Regions from separate parts of the Bombyx mori genome. Here region 2 is linked to region 1. The links are chromatin contacts, called in public Hi-C maps. All regions are on one chromosome and are shown on one strand. Each heading gives the region's core, a stretch centred on a gene start, on an enhancer-like site or on the middle of the called end of the contact. The rest is flanking DNA. Distances are from core to core; before and after follow the strand shown. Region 1 holds the start of LOC101736218. Region 2 holds the start of LOC101735951 (stalled ribosome sensor GCN1).

Region 1 (6,106 bases), core at 1,860-4,359:
CTATTTTATTCTAAAATTTCTATTTTCTATTATTACTTAAGCTAAACTCATTATTGTGATTTTGCATACACCTACTTATATATAGTGAAACCATGGTTAAACACATCACATACATACTATTTTACTTATTGAACTAATCTAAAATACAAATTTGAAGTTTAGAAATAAATGCTGTTATTTCAAATTCCCTATTCAATGTTTTTTTAGATATTTCTACTCTGAACTGTTTTTCTTTTTTCTTTCAAAAGACTGTCATTAATAATGTCGGTCCTTATTTTAATAATAGTTAGTGACGGTAGTATTGCTCCATAATATTAACAATTTGATTATATTAAATATGCAAAGTGACAATTAGCATTAAAGTACAATTAAAAATATTTGTTTTTTACTATTTGATTTTTTGTTTTATTTCAATTAACAATCCACCACCCTACCAAACTTTGCCATTTGCCAAAGCAGTCATAGATTCCAGAATAAGACTGCCTTCATTCAGTACATGTGAGACTTAAACATCATGTTGTAGGGTGGTTGATGATGATTACTATCACATTGTGGTGTTTGTGGTCTCCAATAAAAAATTAACACAAGGCTAGTCCATTCACGCACTTATGCAATAAAAGAAAGCTGATAAGAGATTTTGATGATCTCCCAAATTATTCTGATGAATTTTTGCTAGAGTTATTCCTCCATTCTGATCGTTTAGAAATGTTTTAGTTTGCATTAACAATTAATAAAAACGATAACAATATTCAGGATTGTATAAATGTGTGAAATATGACTAGCATATTCAAATATAATTTTAATAGGTTATTTACTTAATCTACTTACTGGTCTTCTTACAATGATTTGTGGTGGATTTCCACTGGTGCTCGCCTGACTTATCATGTCGGTACTAGTCACAGGCTTTAAGCCATTTGGTGTTTGAATGTACACAACATGTGGCATTGGCCTAGCAGAATTTCTAAGTTGTATTGAACTATTTGTAGTGTTGGGGATTTGGACTATACCAGGATTGGGTGCTATGTGCACTTGAGATCCTGTTGTGGTATTCATTTTCACTTGAACACCTGTTGAGTCTGGCATCTGAACTTGAGAAGAAGCGGTCACTGTTAGATCAGTACCTGAATCCATGTTTGACTGCCTTTGATTAGATCCCATATGGACGTGAATTATAGAACTTTGTATAGATTGATTGTTTTGCAACAAAGGCATAGAAGGTAATGTTGAGCCAGTCAGCTGAATGTTCTGACTTCCAGTTGGAAGCTGCAATGGAACATTGATTGTTTCACCAGCTGGAAGTTGAACGGGAACATTAGTTGTTCCAGAAACTTGTATTGGGAGACCAGTAGGTCCTATTTGCAAAGGAACTGTACTAGAAGTTGTAGACAACTGCACAGGAACATTGATATTTGATGTAGAGCCAGGAATCTGCACTGGTACGTGAACAGTGGATAACTGCAGAGGATAAGGAGAGTTATTTGTGTGAATTTTAACTGGAGCCAAAGAATGTGTGACTAAATTGTGTGTTAAAGGCATAGAGCTCTGCGGCGCTTGCATCGAGGACACGATCATACTGCTCGATATTGGTGCCTGAAATCAAACTTAAATATAAAAAATATACCATTACATATTATGCACTTTATTAAATATTGATAAACTAGTTTAAAACTCACACGTAATGCGTTTAGTAGCACATTATGCTGAGAATTATTCTGATTTATGCTCGGCTCGATCGACGTGTTCACCGAATTTAATAATCTTTTTTTCAAAATTTCCGTTTTCGGATCCTCAAACTTTTGAAGTGATTTGCACTGCTGTGCATCCATTTCTCGTTGCCGAGAACGATAACGAGGACATTACAGCCACTCGGTTACCTTTTACAATAAACTAATGATGACCTGTAATGCATTTAAAAATAAAATATCGCGAAGTGAAAAATCATCCAAGACGCACCAAGAGTGCGTAAGATGTCCTTGTGACGAAAAACTTTTTGGGAAAATCTACATTGTTGCTACGATTTAAAATAAATTTAATTTTCATTTCTATTTCTATATAATTTAATTAGTGAAAAATACATTTTTATTTTTGAGTCGCACTGGTATCAATTGTGCAGCTACTTTTACAGAGCTGCAACCTCCTATCAGAAACTGTACGAAAAACTCAAACCATAATTTATTACTTACATATCTTGCTGTCTACCCGAGCCCTTGTAATTCACAATTTCATTATAAGGACATCACAATAAAGCTGAGTTTTTAAAACCATTTAAGAAAATGTATTGCATTTAACACAGCAACGATATTTACCTGCCCAGCACAACTGGTAATAAATTTGACAACATTGCGAAAATGTACCATGAATTCGTTATGTTGGTATAAAATTTTATTACGACCAATCACAACAAGTTATTTTCGTGACGAAGCTTTCGCGCCCGATTATTCAGCTAAAAGTCAACTTGTAACTTTGTAAAATATTTATTTGTCATTTAGTAAACCTGAACAAGTCAAATTATGCCAAGTTTAAAGTACCAGACTCAAACTTGATTACGTACAATTTAGTAAATTCTACTTTTCTCAATGAAATCTCGATGAGATTGTTACTACATAATATATTTAGTTTATTAAACAAACAGCATGTATACAATTAATTAAAGCACATAGCATCTTGTCTGAATCACATATATATATATATCTTAAAAAACACAAATTCAAAGGTAATGCTTAAAAATTAATTGAATAGTATGGAACAAAATTTCAATAATTAGTGTTAATAAGTACTTACACACAACCTTCTTACAATTGTAAATTTAGTAATAACTATGTAATAATAAAACAAGGAAAACGGATTTATTGTATTGATATCAAAATTACATTTTTATAACCGGAAATAAAGTTTCGAGGATACGGATATATTTCCCGCTGATATCCGCTGCTTTCAATAAAAATTGGTACATCAACGAGTTTTAAACATAAATGAAAAAAGCAAATTTAACGAAGTTTTATAATTATAAAAGAACTGCAATGTAGCCAAAATACTCGAAGAAATCTAATTTTAAATTTCTCAAAAAAGAAATTAGTTCAAATTATGTAAAAAATCTGACTTTTGTTTCTTATAGGTATCATTCCAGAGAAAGTAAGCTACTTCGACAACATATTAAGCATAAAACATTTCATTATCATGACAAAAGAAGTTTTAGTACATATTGTACGCAGATCTTTGGAAATAGACCTCTTACATTGTTATAATTATTATAAAATCAAATTTAATTCCAATTCTATAGCGAAAAAATGAAACTGTGAATTTTGTCCAATAGTCTGCCTTCTTGATCTTTTTTGCCGTTAAGAGTGAATGTGGAGTCCTATCTAACAATAATATTTAATTCCCATCTTTGCTTAAGTGTATAATCTATGGATGGGAAACTTCGCATCATATTAGTATTATTATTAATCGAAAATATATTTACGTTAAGGAGAAAGAAATGCTAATAACAACATAAATAGATTTCAGTTACGATAAGTACAGTAGTTTAAAATAAGAACTTTAAATGACTTTAATTACCTAACTAAATTTAAATACGCAGAAATTGAATAATTTGAAAAGAGTAAGGTAAAAGATCTGACTTTGTTTAGAAATAAATGCTGTTATTTAATCAGAATTAATGTATCAGAATACATCGTGTGAAATTAAAATATTTAATAAAATATACAAAATTTTCAAACTAGCGCACAAGAGATGTTTTAATATTTGAATTAGGTTACTTTCGTCAATGCATAATAATTAATGATTTGCTCACAGTACATAGGTACCTTTGGCAATTACTATGTTCGATTGAATTATTATACTTACTTATGAAGTGATAACAGTCAAAAGAAGGCTTTATGTATTGTTGTATGAAATATTTCTAGTTTAATAAATTTCTAAATTGTGTATAATATATTTAGCAAATTTATCATTGGAGATTGGCTGCACATTGAACATGACATTTTAGTTAAACTAACCCCAAGGTATCAGCCGATAGATATTTTTTTATTGCTTACATGGGTGGACGAGCTCACAGCCCACCTGGTGTTAAAAGGTTACTGGAGCCCATAGATATCTACAACGTAAATGCCGCCACTCACCTTGAGATATGAGTTCTAAGGTCTCAGTATAGTTACAACGGCTGCCCCACCCTTCAAAGCGAAACACATTACTGCTTCTCGGCAGAAAAAGGCGGTGTGGCGGTACCTACCCGTCCGGACTCACAAGAGACCACCAATAATTACGCAAATTATAATTTTGCTACAATTATAATTTTATTACACGATGTTATTCCTTCACCGTGGAAATCAATCGTGAACATTTGCTAAGTACGCGTTTCATTAGAAAAATTGGTACCCGCCTATGATACGAACACCGTTCGCGTTGCATCGATAGATACGAATACAGCGGACGCCTTATCCTATAAGCCACGACGACTTCAGTCTTATGTAGTGTTACGTGTTACGTAGTTACGTGTGTTTGGACGATACCTTACAGCGTCATGTATCACATGTATGTATGTACATCGGGCATGGTTTACCAATGGAGCATTAGTTTAGTAATAGAGCTGCTCCATCAAAGCAAGCTTAACATACATACATAACAGACATACATTCTTGTTTAGACAAAAAAAAAGTCTAGTCCAGTTAAGTCTCAAAAGATTGTCAGCATTTTAACTGAAAATTATTAATTTCACTTCATTTCATCTTGTTTCATTCATCCAATCGCATGTCAGAATGAATTTCCGATAAATTAATTCCATTTCATTTCATTCCATTTGACTTATTTTCATACGGTAAAATATTTATTTAATAGACTTAATTAAAACTACTTTGAGGATTTACAGTTAGTTACGGTATTAGTATTCGACATGTCTAAAATAATATAATCACAATAAAACTCCAGAGTAAACCGTAAAATTCGTTAAACCATAAGAGTTGTTTCAATTAAAATGATATAAACGAATAATTCGCTAAAGGAAAACAATTCAGGAGATCTTAATTTTTTTAAGATTTTAAGGCCTGGTGACGAGTATTCAGGCCTTCAAAGCAAAATAGAAAGTAGGTAGGTACGGTATCCAAATTGTCGACAGGAATGTTAGGTCGGTGACGGTGTCAGCTGTCAAGTATAGATTATACCATAGATTATACACTTAATATAACATAGTTATTTAATGGTCTGAAACACATTTCACAATAAATAGACGGTAGATTTTTCTAACTGACTGAAGATTTCTTAAAGCTTATTATTAATAACACGATAAATACTTATTGTTTTACCAAGTTAAATGTGGATTTTATTTCAACGAAGAGAAGTCTGAACGTATACATTAAAAAATTACGGTATTTTTTCCCATGATAAGTCGTGTCATTGTACAATCTTTGTTAGGTACGTACATATCACAATATTAATACATTGTTTTGAATTGTTTATACGTAAACAAGGCCACTGCCTCCAATTTTTTATTCTTAAATTTATATGAAATTTAATATCTAGAAAGTACATCCTAGATATTTAGAATAAATCAAACATGGTTCGACTTTTGAAAAGTTCAGTTGTTTTTTACTGTGCAAATATTATCACCCTATAATTATAGCGATATATTTATATAAATTAAAAGTGCTTACAGTTGAGTGGTTACTAAGAGCATAATAACTGAATTGTTATAGCTTAAGTCTCTTTTGAAAGAATGGTTGAAGAGAAACACTCAGGAATAACTGTAGGGGAGAGTTCATTTGAGAGCCAAAGGATAAGTGGCAAAAAAGGAGAAAAAATAGACTGAATGCAGTATTTCTGGGTAGTATGAATTGACTTTGTGATGTGATAGCAAAACAAAACATTTTTGTTAGCAGAATATAAATCCTGTCGTATTTTTGGAAGCAGTACGTGTGTGATGAACCATGAGCAGCCAACATCAGTATATGTCGGTGAATAATGCTCCTAATGCCAGGGTTGGTGACATCGAGCACATTAGTGAGTACAAAACTAACACTTATCCTTACTGTATCTGTATATCTATAGATCTATATATCTTTTTTTTTTTGTACTAAAATATATTACAAAAAATTGTCTGGATACAGCATTG
Region 2 (6,106 bases), core at 1,950-4,449, 140 kb before region 1:
GGTAGATATTGAGATTGGCAACCACTTCTCCGACAGCTTGAACGATCGTTTCCGGACTCCGGAGCATGGCTTTGTGCAGAGCCGGCAGTAATGTGTCTTGGATATCAGACTCGCTGAGCAGGTGCAGGAGGTCAGAGCAGCCCTTGATGTAGTTCGCATTTGGCCTGGACTTCACGCTGATCAGACTTTTAGTAAAATTTTCTAACATTTTGGCCTGAAATATTTATTGGATGTTATAGTATGTGCTGAGCATAAACTTTTCAACATTTTTGGATGCACAGACTCCTGAACCATCTTATATTTTGAGTTATAAGGTATTTTTAGACAAGAACCTAAAGATTACAGAAGTATTATGTGTTTCTAGATTTTGATGGTTATGGTAGTAGCAAAAACTTCTACTTTAAAATAAAATATAGAATGAAAAAAAAAGGGAAAAAGAAAAAAAAATCCTGTTTTCATCTTCTGTTATTCTAACTCTCTCAGAGTGTTCCAGAACTTTTCATTGCAGTCAAAAGAGACTACTAGATCTCTTCTGAGCTAGCGGGTTCGCACCATAAACGTTTACTGACTGCAGTAGTCACTTACAAAGCATACTCCAACACCAACACTAATTCATGCATAAATAACATCTATAAAATAAATATTAAATACTGCAATAACCAACCTTATGTAATGTTATAATAGATTCATCTCCTATATCCTTATAATGAGCACAGAGAGCAGAGAATGTCACTGAGATGTGCGGTCCGCTGTCACCAGGCTGTGCTAGTAATGTTTCCACCCATTTCAGTACTTTCTCTTTTCCTATTTTACTCCATACCGCATGTAGCTGGTGAAAACAATATTTACAAAGTATTATACAGAGTGGGTGTATGTGGGCTTTTGCTATTGAACTTTTTCTGTTCTCTAAAATATATGTGTATGTCTGAGTGTCACTAAGATAGGTAGGTAGGTAAAAAAATACCATTCTGCCTATTTATAGTGTGAAGAGGTTCAACTGTTTTGGTTTGAATGGTAGCATAATAATTGAACATAAAATATAGATAATTGAGAATTTGACCTCATCTTGTTTTCAGTGGTATTTACACTATGATGTGTTTGAGCTTCCAAAACAATTTAATACCAGGTGGCCATGGACTCATTCCATCTATACTTATCTACACAATAATAAAAACATACCACAGAATAAGCTTTTTTATTCTTCTTCTTATCGCCATATGCACAAACAGTGGCTAGTAAATTAGCCTGCGCAAGTATCAATGAGTTCAGGTCCACTTCATGCTCTAAGGATTTCGGTGAAGACTCAACCAGTACACTAGACCATCGAAGTGCAAACAGACCTGACTGGCTGTTGCTTTTTCTGAAAGTAAATATTTACAGTCTATAGTGTTTGTTGCCTATAGTATTGCTGTATAGCTTAAAAAATAGAACCATAATAAACAAAGTTTCAGTATTTGTAATTAGGATATCACAAAAGGGCTCAGATGTCAGAAAGTAACTTAGACTATAAAACCATGCCCCAAGGTAGATAACAACATTTATGTTTTTTATATCTATGGGCACTGGTATGCACTTACCAGGGGCACCATGAACTCATCTACCCATCTAAGCAATATAAAAAAAACCGTTGCTGAGTTGTAAATAGCAACCACCAAGCAACTGCTCTCTATGATTTTGTGACCTTAGTAGTTTTTATAACTGTTGTTGGGACAGATAGGGCATATTAAATGACAAAATCCCTATCCTCTGCTATAAAATGTTTCTGAACATTCACAAGGTCTGATCTGACAAAGTGGAGCATTACAATACTTATAGAGGTTATTTCACTAATATTCATTAATTTTTTGTCTTAAGTTAGTCAAAAGCAATCCCTCTGTGTTATGTATGGATAACCACTTAACATTAAGTTAATTATGAACTTATTTCTACTTAATATTGTTTGAAAAGTAGGTTCACAGTACACATGTTAATGGAGCTGTGAAGGCTTCCCACCTTCTGTGATAAAGTCAGTAAAAGACATTGAAATACACAAATGTTCTTAAGTTTACAATGAATACCTGTATTCTGAATCAGTGAATTCTGAGTTCTGAAGTTCACCAATTCTTTATGTTACTGAAGCTCATTTTGGAACTAGTGGAGGTAACATTGAGCACTTTTCAGTTATCTCTACTTAAGACTATCAAATGCAAAACTTACGAGGTTGAGTTGTTTTTCAGCTGTTCTGATATCTCTAGTAATACGGGTGATAAATTCTTAAATGCCCATTCTGTGTGCTCAGTAGCAAGGAAAGCCACAAGACTCTTGATGTAAGATTGGGACGTTGTATCTCTATATCTGTGCAATGTCAGAGCTAGCACTCGGCAAACAAACTTTACTGCTGGTTCTGTTATACCTGTTAAAGAATTAATGTCAATCTTATTTTATTGCCTTTGAGAGCAGACCAGCATACTCTCCATCTGAAGGTGAAAGGTTAACGGCTTTCAAGACATCAACAATGCCAATAAGCTGTAGTAATCATTCTATTTCTTCTTCATAAGCTAATGGTTAAGACAAATTATTACATTCTTATTTGTATACTTGAGTAGTAAAGCTTTTAAAGCGAAAACTTATATATTTCTGATATTCAAACCCAAATAAAATTTGACTGCATGATTTTTTGTTTATCTATTGAGTTTCAATAAAATTTTCGAAACAAGAGGCATGGGGTGATCCGTCCCTATTGCATTCGTTGCAGTAGAATGCATTGGAACGGGAGCACAGCTCACCCGGCGCTCAAAACCGATCAATACAGCTGTCTGATAACAACCTATAACAACCTGTAGCAGAACGCAAAGAGTACGAGATAAGTAAGTACAGACCTAGATAAAGGTTTTAAAAGTAATTAACTAACCTGGCGACGATAAAATTTCACGTATTTCATTAACTACTTCAAGTCTCCCTTTTAAACTTGCTGTCTGGATTTTAAATGGAATATCTTTTAATTTCTTTAATACCTATAGACAGAAATGCATCATATTAGAAAATATTTCAGAAACATTAGTATGAGTTATAAATATTAGAAATTACCTCTGTATCAGCCATTATCAATATACAATCAGCTGAAATTTAACTAAAAACCACACACACGTCTTGCACACTTGTCTTCGTAAATTACAGATCACCCATGATGTACAATGTACATTATAAGTGTACATCATTTATAATCTATGCTAATTTTCTTAAAAGGATTTTATGACCTGGTAACTAAGATTTTTAGGTCATGTCTTATTTTAATTTATATTATTCTTTTTATGAAAAATGATAATATGGAGTGAAATGAAATGAAGATGATTAATTTGAGACATTAATCAAGTGCGATGAAATTAAATTAAATGAGATCATATAGGATGAAATATAATTTCAGTAAAATGCTGGTCATTTGCTGAGATTTTTTCAATGGACTTTTGGTACGATCCCCAGAAGTTACGTCCAGCGGCCTTGTTTCATTTTCCCACATTTGTGCACTTTCACAGATATTAAACAATTAATAAACCACCGTTATTATATTGGTCTATGCCGTTATTACACAATAACGGTGTCCATGGTCTATTGTCATTTTATGCCACAGTTTATGTACCCAATCCAATTGGATTCATTTTCAGTAGTAGATTTCAAATATTAAGTGTATAATGTATGGAAATAGAAAAAAAATCTCTGAGAAGCATATTTGTCAAGAAATCGCAAGAAATTTTGGCGGGAACGTGAGGAGTGAAGTTGTGTGATTTGTTTTATTTGGTCTATTTAGTTTTTCTTCAGGTTTAAATGTGTAATAACGGTGGTTTATTAACTGTTTAATATCTGTGAAAGTGCACAAATGTGGGAAAATGAAACAAAGCCGCTCGACGTAACTTGTCGGGATCCTCCAAAAAGTCTACTGAAAAAATCTCAGTCAATGACTATTATTTTACTGAGATTATATTTCATCCTTTATCATCTCATCTCACTACATTTAATTTCACCCCAATTAATTATTGTCTCAAATTTATCATCTTTTTTTCATTTCATTTCTTTTACTATTTTATCATTTTTCATAAAATTAAGAATATAAATTAAAATGAAAACATGACCTAAAAGTCTTAGTTACCAGGTAATAAAATCCCTTAAAAAAGTATTAGTTTTGATTTAATCATTAAATACTGAAAATTTTTGATAAAATTGCTTGTGGTCTACGGCAAAAGTAAATTGTAGTGCCCTTTGAAACTTGCTGTTTTGTGCATATACCACAGCAATGGAACAAAGACTAAAAACCTTATCAGAATTAGACGTACGGATACAGAAATTTGAAAATGGATTGAGTTCGATACTTCAAACTTTGCAATGGGATAAACAAAAACTTTTCGAGGTTATTTAAATTTTTTAATGTTATTTGTACGGTTTTAATAGGCAGTGTAAAGATTTTAACGTTACCCTTAAAGCGAAAACGCATGAATATTCTTCCATTATGATACTCCTTATATCTGCTGTAAATTCTGTACCATGGCACAGTGTTTTTAATGACATGGGCACATTGAAGATATTAGGCTAGCGGCTCTCAGCCACTGGGTCGCGACAGATTGGCAAGTCACAAGCCCCCGAGATTTACAAATACATTTTTTTTATCCAAATAGGTTAGGGGTTAATTGCACTTCTGGGCTAAATATGGGGTAAATACAGAACTGTTTTCTAGATTTTAACTTTACAACTAAGTTTAATAGAATCTTCTACTTAGTATATTATGATAAATGATATATCATGTAATTAATAATAATATAGACCGACCTATACCTCCTACATTCAAGTATAAAATTTTTTAGTCAATATTGAAGTTTATAATGAATTTGTAGATTATCTTAGTGCATTACTGAGTAAATGTTTTTGAGAACTGCTCTATTAGGTCATGAATCTAAAAGATTATCATAAATTGTATGTAATTAATAGTACAATTAAAAAGTGTATTTAAAGTTTCAGAAAAAAAACTTAATGACCTGTAAATATGACAGTAACCATCGAATACCATCAGAAAAATTGGAAATCCATGAGAATAAGTGCAGGCTGAAGAGCCTTGGATATGATCAAGATCAAATATTTCTGCCAGAACCTTTGGATCCTGACAGTAAGACTGTTGTCAAATTGAGTAAGTAATTTGTGACTGGAACATCATCCTGTGAAAACCTACAATGTAGACTCATAGCTGAGTAGTGTTCACCTTTAGGGTTTAAAACATTTGCACAACATTACTTTTTCAGACATTTCGAGCTTTTGTTACTTTATCAATATTAAGAATGAAAAAATGACCAAATTTAAATTATTATTTTTAATCATATATTATTACATTAATTGTTTTTCTTATATATTATAATATTATTATAATTAAAGTTATTTATATTATATTATAATATGGAAATTGACAACAAGTGATCATGATTTAGAGATAAGAATAGATAGATTAGTGATGGAACTGTCTGAGGTTCAACTCCACTGGCAGATCCCAATTTTTTTTTTAACTGTGTTCTAGCCACTTCCAAAGAAATAACAAGGTGTAATGTTAATAAAGATGTAAAAATATTACTTCAATTCACTACTATCCATACTTTGCATAATTATGCTTAATTCCAGATAGAGAGAAAATTACAGACATAATAAACAAAGCTGCCAATTCTGAAAGACTATTTAAAAGAGGTGAGTGAATACAGTTGAAGAATTTTAATATTCCAGTATACTGGGTGTTGGGGAACTGTATTCGTGAAGATAATTGGGTAACTATATTACCAGAACATATATTGAAAATAATATTAAGTTACAATTAATAGATTATAAGCAATATACAATATTTAAGCAAATTAAATGTCATTAATGCTTAATACTGAATTAATCCAATGAAAATTTGGTTTTTAAATGATTGAAGGGCACAATATATAATATAAATTATTTTGTTATGAAATATCTTCATTTTCGTAATTGGTTCCCTTACACTACGATTATTTAATTGATTGTTGATTATTCTTTTTCAATGTTACAGTTGTCGGATATAGATTAACAATAGCCGCACATTCTACAATATTGAAATTGTATCCTTTTGCAAAGTATT

Evidence for each region. Hi-C and Micro-C count contacts between places; a contact is called where the count stands out from the background.
Region 2: a Hi-C map of middle silk gland shows a contact between it and region 1, with 1.8 times the contacts expected there. The contact joins the promoter of LOC101735951 here to the promoter of LOC101736218 in region 1. A contact is called at or near these places in 3 of 7 Hi-C or Micro-C datasets (middle silk gland, midgut and whole pupa).

The regions. Positions count from the first base shown.
Region 1 is chr10:17,052,623-17,058,728 of ASM3026992v2, reverse strand. LOC101736218 reads right to left here and starts at 3,109. Exons shown (of 12, transcript XM_012697050.4): 1 at 2,782-3,109; 2 at 1,674-1,898; 3 at 829-1,590. The coding sequence starts at 1,826. It overlaps LOC101736349 (BTB/POZ domain-containing protein 9), which reads left to right and starts at 5,161. Exons shown (of 14, transcript XM_062670762.1): 1 at 5,161-5,409; 2 at 5,874-5,994. The coding sequence starts at 5,922.
Region 2 is chr10:17,191,644-17,197,749 of ASM3026992v2, reverse strand. It overlaps LOC101735951 (stalled ribosome sensor GCN1), which reads right to left and starts at 3,199. Exons shown (of 39, transcript XM_038013250.2): 1 at 3,067-3,199; 2 at 2,891-2,993; 3 at 2,197-2,392; 4 at 1,180-1,360; 5 at 665-829; 6 at 1-214. The coding sequence starts at 3,081. It overlaps LOC101736079 (U11/U12 small nuclear ribonucleoprotein 48 kDa protein), which reads left to right and starts at 4,137. Exons shown (of 7, transcript XM_012697587.4): 1 at 4,137-4,381; 2 at 4,981-5,152; 3 at 5,635-5,697. The coding sequence starts at 4,268.